2 separate regions of the Zea mays genome follow, and region 1 is linked to region 2. Evidence: chromatin contacts called from public Hi-C data. All regions are on one chromosome and are shown on one strand. The core of a region is the stretch at or near the end of the contact, and the rest is flanking DNA. Distances in the headings are between cores, read along the strand shown.

Region 1 (3,613 bases), core at 238-2,737, 560 kb before region 2:
TTTTATGTTAGTGGTTTTTACATTCGAGGTCGTTTTCAAAATTTAAATTTAAATTTTTAAAAATTCAGACGTAGTTTTCGTTGACAAGATGACTTCAAATGAAAACGTTGCCAACTACAAAATTCTATAACTTCTCAAGATCTACAAAGTTTATTTTGGTTGTTTGGTCATTTGTTCGTATCACATGATGGTTCTAACATTATTCACAAATCTTGTACATGTCTTTTGTAGTTTCATAAACTACGAGAGATATAGGTTTAATGAAACAAATTTTCTTTTATTTTGTCATATGAAGAAATGATCAAAATATAAAGTGTACATCTTGATGAGTTATACAAATTTGTAGTTGAAAACTTTTTTATTTGAATTAATTTACTGCTTTAAAATGTGATTTTTAAATTGTCTTTAACTAGTGTTAAAAAACACTCGGCAAAAAAACACTTTACCTAATGTCCAAAATAAAACACTTGCCAAAAAACTATTTGCCGAGTGTCAAAAAAACACTCAGCAAATAAACTCTTTGCCCCAAGTCAAAAACACACTCGGCAAAGAAACTCTTCGCCGGAAAAAACACTCGACAAATCATTTGATATTCGGCAAAGAGCTGAATTCCGGTAGTGGTAGTTGTTTTTATCTAGAGACTATCTGACCATTTATTTACAAATACGACTCCGGCCCTACATGTGTATGTGTCCCTATTAATTAGAAAATATAAATTTGATTCTTTTACTTTGTAGTGTCTTGGATCTGTGAAGTCCAATGTACTATAGTATTACATAAACATCCCTACATACGAAAATAACAATCAAGATATATACACGTATGGAAGCCATATATACATGTGATGCATGAAAAAAAGTGATGTCGTTGCTACATATAATCTTACAGTGACACACTAAACATAAAAAGCAATATATGGTTTAGGATTTGAACAGCCAGAGTGCAGTTTCATTAGCATTTGTAAAGAATATCCATATCCATGACAAAAAAAGAAAACATGCGCATGCATATAGATATATAAATGCATGTAGTAAATATATATATGTGTATACCGACTAAATCGGCAAGGTTGTAGCCATTCGTGAACCGTCCTGAGACGGCGCCGGCGGTGCCAGCATGGAAGTCGATGCCGTACGGAGATGCAGCACGGGGTGCAGGCGGCGGCAGGAAGTTATTGTTTCCGACATCGACCAGCGAATCACCGAACACAAACATCAACGGGACTGACAAGCGCTTCTGCTCAACGTCAGTTTCAGCGGCACCCAAGGACGAGCGGCTAGCGATGCACACGAGGAGTACCAGAGAAATGACCGCTCTATCATTAGTACCCATGGCTTTACTGGGCGGGTTAATCAAACGAAGATGATGGAGTATATCTTAGATGTTTTCTTTTTTTTCCCTCGCTCGCTCTAAACACACATAGCTAGTAGCTTGTTGCTGCTGCCAAGGGACGGATGCTTTCTGAGTTGGAGCTCTGTTTGTTGGCTTTGGAGTTTGGAGTGAGGAGGGATGCTTGAAGCCTGGTGGTATTTATAGTGTTAGATCCAACGTGATACACGCTGCTTCACGTACAGTGACGCGATTATTGGAATGTATTACTGTGTTCAATTCGGTGCGGGTAGGTAGGTAGCTAGACGCTTCTTTCTCCACATGACATTCGTACTGAACATGGTGGTTGGGAGTACGTGACAATTAAGATAACACAACCACGTAGGTGTCTTTGGGTTCACGAAATATAACGTAAATGATAATGATAATGATTCATACTTGAATACCGGTGATAACAAATTTAAATAAGGCGGTATCCATTTTATAGTGTACTATCGATTACGGTTAACTTAAACAAATATGATTTAACGTTATCGGTTACCCATTACGTTACCAATATGTGAACCAAACAGCACAATATTTTCAAAAAAAAATAGCAACGTGCACAAAGCAGGGAACGGCCACCGTGGAATATAATTATTCTACTTTCTACGTGTATCTTTGTCAACGTCAAATCTATATCGTCACTGCAACTGACCAGCCCCTCCCCAAAACAATAAAACAGGAAATGTACGACGACTTTGTAAGAAACCGTCGACAGTTATGTTATATCCGACGGTACCTAGTAGCCGTCGAAAGTAACAGTTAAGTCCTACGGCCCTAGTGACAGCCGTCGGATATGTAAGAAAAATGGACCTCACCCATTTGACTAATTGATTTTGATGTTTGATTATCAACATAGCCCGTGAACTAATGTGATTGATAGTGTTTGTGTTTGTAGTATGATGCTAAAACGACTTGGACTAAGGCATTGAGGAAGCAAAACCTCAAAGGAAGACATTAAGAAGACCATATGTGAAGATCAACGAGTATCAAGCAAAGTCCAAGACAAGAAGAAAGTGTTGCCACTGGCGGACCGTCCAGCCCAGAGCACCGGACTGTCCGGTGGCACCCCAGACTGTCCGGTGCCACACTGCCGGACTGTCCAGTGCATCAGGGAACAGTAGCCTAATGACTAGTTCCTGGTGACAATATGGAGGAGAGCCACCGAACTGTCCAGTGTGACACCGGACTGTCCGGTGCAAGGCTGACAGCGCCAATGGTCACCTGCTAGATCCAACGGCTATTGGTGCACCAGACAGGGCATCGGACTATCCGGTGTGCCGCAGAGAGCAACAACTTTTCTCCAATGGCTATATTTGAGTTGGGGTCTATATATACTTCACCCAACCAGCCATTTGAAGGTGTGGGAGCCCAATCAATATACCAACACATGTTGTAGATATTTTCAATTGCCCAAACACCCAAGTTCTTAATAGAATCACTCGGTGATTAGCGTAGGTGCTTTGCGAAGTGCTTAGGTTAGTTAGAACGCTTATGCGCTTGCTCTAGGTGAATCCTAGTTAGTTGAGTGAGTTTATAAAAACCTACAAAACCACTCGGCTCTTGTGTGAGCCGTTCTAATTCTACCGAGTGGGGCGACAGTATTGTGAGACAATGACAACCGAGATTTGTCATGGCCGACACCGTGTAAAGAAGGGAACGTGGCATGTGGCGTTTCAGCCGGAAGCTCGATAGTGGACATGACAGGGAGAGTCCGAGAGGAGCCAGAAGAGGAGCACCAATTGCGCGTGGAGAAGGCCCACGACTCTCTACAGAGTTACTCGACCGTGGTGCTTGGCCCTCGCGTGGGCTACCCTTTGCGTAGGGGCACCTATGGGGGATAGATATCCTCAGGTCCTCGTGAACACTAAAACGTAACATGGGCCGTCTGATGGGCCTCTCGTTGGTTCGTTCATAGGGATGGACCAACGGTTATAGCCGGGTCGGGCGAGCCTGATCCAAGAAGACAAAGACTGACGTTGTAAGCAAATGAAGCACTGATATCTCGAGTGGGGCAGTTGTAAGCACTTGAGGGATGTACAACTTGTAAATGGATAACTCTCTTGTCGTGTATATAAGGCCGAGGGGGACTCTGGGGGATGGATATCCTCCGGGTCCTCATGCACACTGAATTGCGTCTTGGGCCGCCTGGCAGGTCTCCTCCTGGGTCATCCTATAGATGGGTCGGCCGAGTGCAACCAGGCCAGGCAAGCCCAATCTGAGCCGGCGAAGGCTAATGCCC
Region 2 (3,436 bases), core at 62-2,561:
AAGTCTCAAACCATAATTACAAATGAGAAAATTGGACGAGACAATTGCATATTTGGGACTCTAAACATAACGCTCCGTAATATTGCCATCCAAAAGATTTACTTCGCAAAAAGGGGACTACAAACATCTACTCGATTATACTACAATTTAGCCTATAGTCTAGCTTTTCTAATCTAATTTCATGTATTTTTCCCTGATTAGCCGCTTGTAGCCCTATGTAATTATACGCAGCTCGCCTGCTCTCTCGCGCTCACCAGGATCAAGTGAACAGCTGGCCAACAGGAAGCTAGTATTTGTAAATTGTAGATTCGTCAGCAGCAGGAAGCTAGTATTTGCAACTTGCAGCTTGTCTGCACTCACCAGCATGAAGCTAGTATTTGCAACTTGTAGGATGCAAACAACTCTTATTGCTCACGTAATGCTCATGAAACACCAGGACAACGATACAGCTTTTCCATGGTCGGTGTGTCCATGGGCTATGATGCAGACGAGGCGCCCTGTCCAGCATGACATCGCCCAGCACGACCTCACCTAGCGCGATCTCGCCCAGCGTGGTGGTCGGCGCGGCAGCGGCCTCGGCCAGCGCGCAGGGTCGAGCTCGGCAGATGGCGCAGCAGGGGTGAGCCCGGGCCTGGACGGGGCATGGGGCGGCTGTGGGCAGGACGGTAGCCGGTCGTCCATGGCGGCATGGAGACAAAACGCACGCACAAGGTAATTTGGTCTCCTTAGATACAAAATACAGGGAACCAAGTAATAAAAGGAAGATTATACAATAACTGGTAGTATAATCAATTAGAAGATGTTTGTAGTCCCTATTTTGCGAAATAAATCTTTTGGATGGCAATATTGCGAAGCGCTATGTTTAATGTCCCAAATATGCAATTGTCACGAAATTGGACCGATAAGGTTACGGTTCTGTCATCTGTCAACAAGCAGACGAGAGGAAATCAAAGCTGAGCTTACTACCTGATGCATGGAGAAGCACATCCTCTCCCCCAGGGTGGTCCTCCAAGAACTTGGTCACATCATACACCTGAAACCAACCAGCCAGAAAAACAATCAGAGGCCGACCAAACCATATCAGAGGTCGGATCTCTCTCTTCCCCACAGATGCAAGAGAAGCACAGCAAGGATGATCTTCTTCTCACTCGCCTTGCCGCCGATGACGACCCAGCAGTCCTTCCTGGAGGCGTGGAGAGTAACCTCGGATGCGAAGAAGAGCTTCTTGGCCTCCCCTGCCATGGATGGCAGCCGACGGACACCACAGGCTCTTGGTCAAACTCCCTTTCTTGACGACTGCCTTGTCTTTAGAGACGGATGCGGAGGATAGAGGTATCAGGCACCGAGGGAGGGGTAAATCTTGGAGCAAGCAGGTGAGCACGCCAAGAGAGCTGCCTCTGTTCTGGACTTTAGTTGGTTTTAGGGTCACGGGTTGGTAGCTAGTGGCTGGGGCTCCCTCGTCGGAGAAGACGAGACGCCCACCCGTCACCGCATGTAATGGGCTTCGTTTCGAGCAGGGACATGGGCCCTCGTGCACAAAAGATAGCCCACTTGACCCACTGCGTCGTCAGTTGCCGCTGCTGGCCTCTAAAAAGGGGAAGGATTTTTTTTTTCGCTGCTGCTTACGCTCGGCTCTCCTTCCTTTTCTCCAGTCGCATGGCTGCCATTACTCCGCTGCCTGTTCATGAATGATGAATTTTAAGAATTTGTCGATCGATACTCCAAAAGTATATTTATAAGAGTTTATTTTTAAATCATATTAACACATCTTATCAAAAGTTTTGCGCAAATAAGTTATATGAGAACCAAATTCAGCTGATTTAACTAATATATCATTAATGTAAACTTTCATAGTGTTTCCCAACAACTCATAAAAGATCAAATGAATAGGCCTTTGATTAGTGACACCAACATTTTTTAAACCGAATGTCATAACCATCCACTCAAATAACGCCCGGACATATAAAGATCGTTTTAGACGTATCTTTCTCGATCAGGAAGGTCTGATTATATAACACATTGCCATCAAGAAAGCTAATATCTATATTTCCTGATGCATTATTAATTAACATGTCGGCTACAGGTATATGATATTCATCTTTAGGAATCGCCCTATTTAGATTTCGGAATTCAATACATACTCTGAGCTTATCTGAATCCTTCTTCTCCACCCGCACAATATTATAGATCCATTTCGTATAACTGCAAGACCTAATAAAGTTAGCTTCCAAGAGCCTGTGAATTTTGTCTTTGATCCTAGGCAATAAGTCTTGGACGAAATGATCTTGGTCTCTGCTTGAAGGGCTTGAAGCCAGACTTAATAGGTCATCGATGCTCCACTAGCTCTCGGCTTAATCCTGGCATCTCAGTGTAGTTCCAAGCAAAGCAATCAGAGTATTCTTTTAATAAGCCAATCATTTCATTCCTAGGATCGGCTTCAGGGTCTTGTTCACAAAAGTCGGTCTTGGAGTTTTACCTTCCCCTATATCAATCTCCTCCAAAGGATCGGCCGATGTAAACCCATGTCCTAATTTGTCGAGATCTCTAAATTCTTCTCTTGTGCATACCTCAAAATAGTTTGAGGCTCTCTATGCATCCGCAGACTATCCGACCTCAGGGGCCAGACTATCCAGGACAGTGGACTCTCTGCTGCACTCTCTGGTAGCCACCGGACTATCCGATGTTGGGGCGGATAGTCCGTGACAGGGTATGTTCTCTACGCCATTCTCTGGTGCACCTTGACCGTCCAGCCTTAGGGGTCGGACCGTCCACGTCCCGACAGTCACTATTTATTAGTGTGTTTATCATTTTAACCTTATTTATGATTTAGCCGACTCTAGCATTACAGGGATGAACCCTCTTATATCTATGCTTATGAACTGGTAATCAGAAAAATCGACTCCTATGAGATAGGTGGAAGTCTCATAGGTCTAGAGTACAGGGGCATCGGTTATGGCAATGCAAGCTGATGCATCGACATGTACCTGTTCTACCTTATCTCCTACCCATTGTAATAACATTTGATGTAAAGTAGAAGGTATACATTGATTTGCAAGAATCCAATATCTACCTAAGATTATACTATAATTTCCTTCTATGTTGACGACGAAGAAAGCACCAACAAGAGTCTTTGTCCCGATGGTTAATTCAACAGACATGACTCCCTTGGCCTTGATCGAACTATCGCTTCCAATGCCGCTGAGTGTCATATTAGTTTTGACTAATTTGTCATCCTGCTTCCCTAATTTTCTATACAATGAGTATGACATTAAATTCATGGCCACCCCACCATCTACCAACATTTTAGCAATCGGTACTCCATCGATATGCCCGCGCACAAAGACCGCTTTAAATGATTGACCAATTTTTTGGCTTGGTGAAGGCAGTCTCTTTAGGACCAAAATCAAATTGAGCAATAACAGGTTCATCGTCACTG

The links. A called contact is a pair of places that touch in the nucleus more often than the background predicts.
Region 1: a Hi-C map of ear shows a contact between it and region 2, with 2.9 times the contacts expected there. The contact joins the promoter of LOC100191178 here to the promoter of LOC100272754 in region 2. A contact is called at or near these places in 3 of 25 Hi-C or Micro-C datasets (ear, endosperm and tassel).

Annotation. Positions count from the first base shown.
Region 1 is chr10:33,935,066-33,938,678 of Zm-B73-REFERENCE-NAM-5.0, reverse strand. LOC100191178 reads right to left here and starts at 1,487. Exons shown (of 5, transcript NM_001136613.1): 1 at 1,053-1,487. The coding sequence starts at 1,332.
Region 2 is chr10:33,374,372-33,377,807 of Zm-B73-REFERENCE-NAM-5.0, reverse strand. LOC100272754 reads right to left here and starts at 1,311. Exons shown (of 4, transcript NM_001147207.1): 1 at 1,153-1,311; 2 at 967-1,033; 3 at 361-651. The coding sequence starts at 1,242. The coding sequence ends at 371.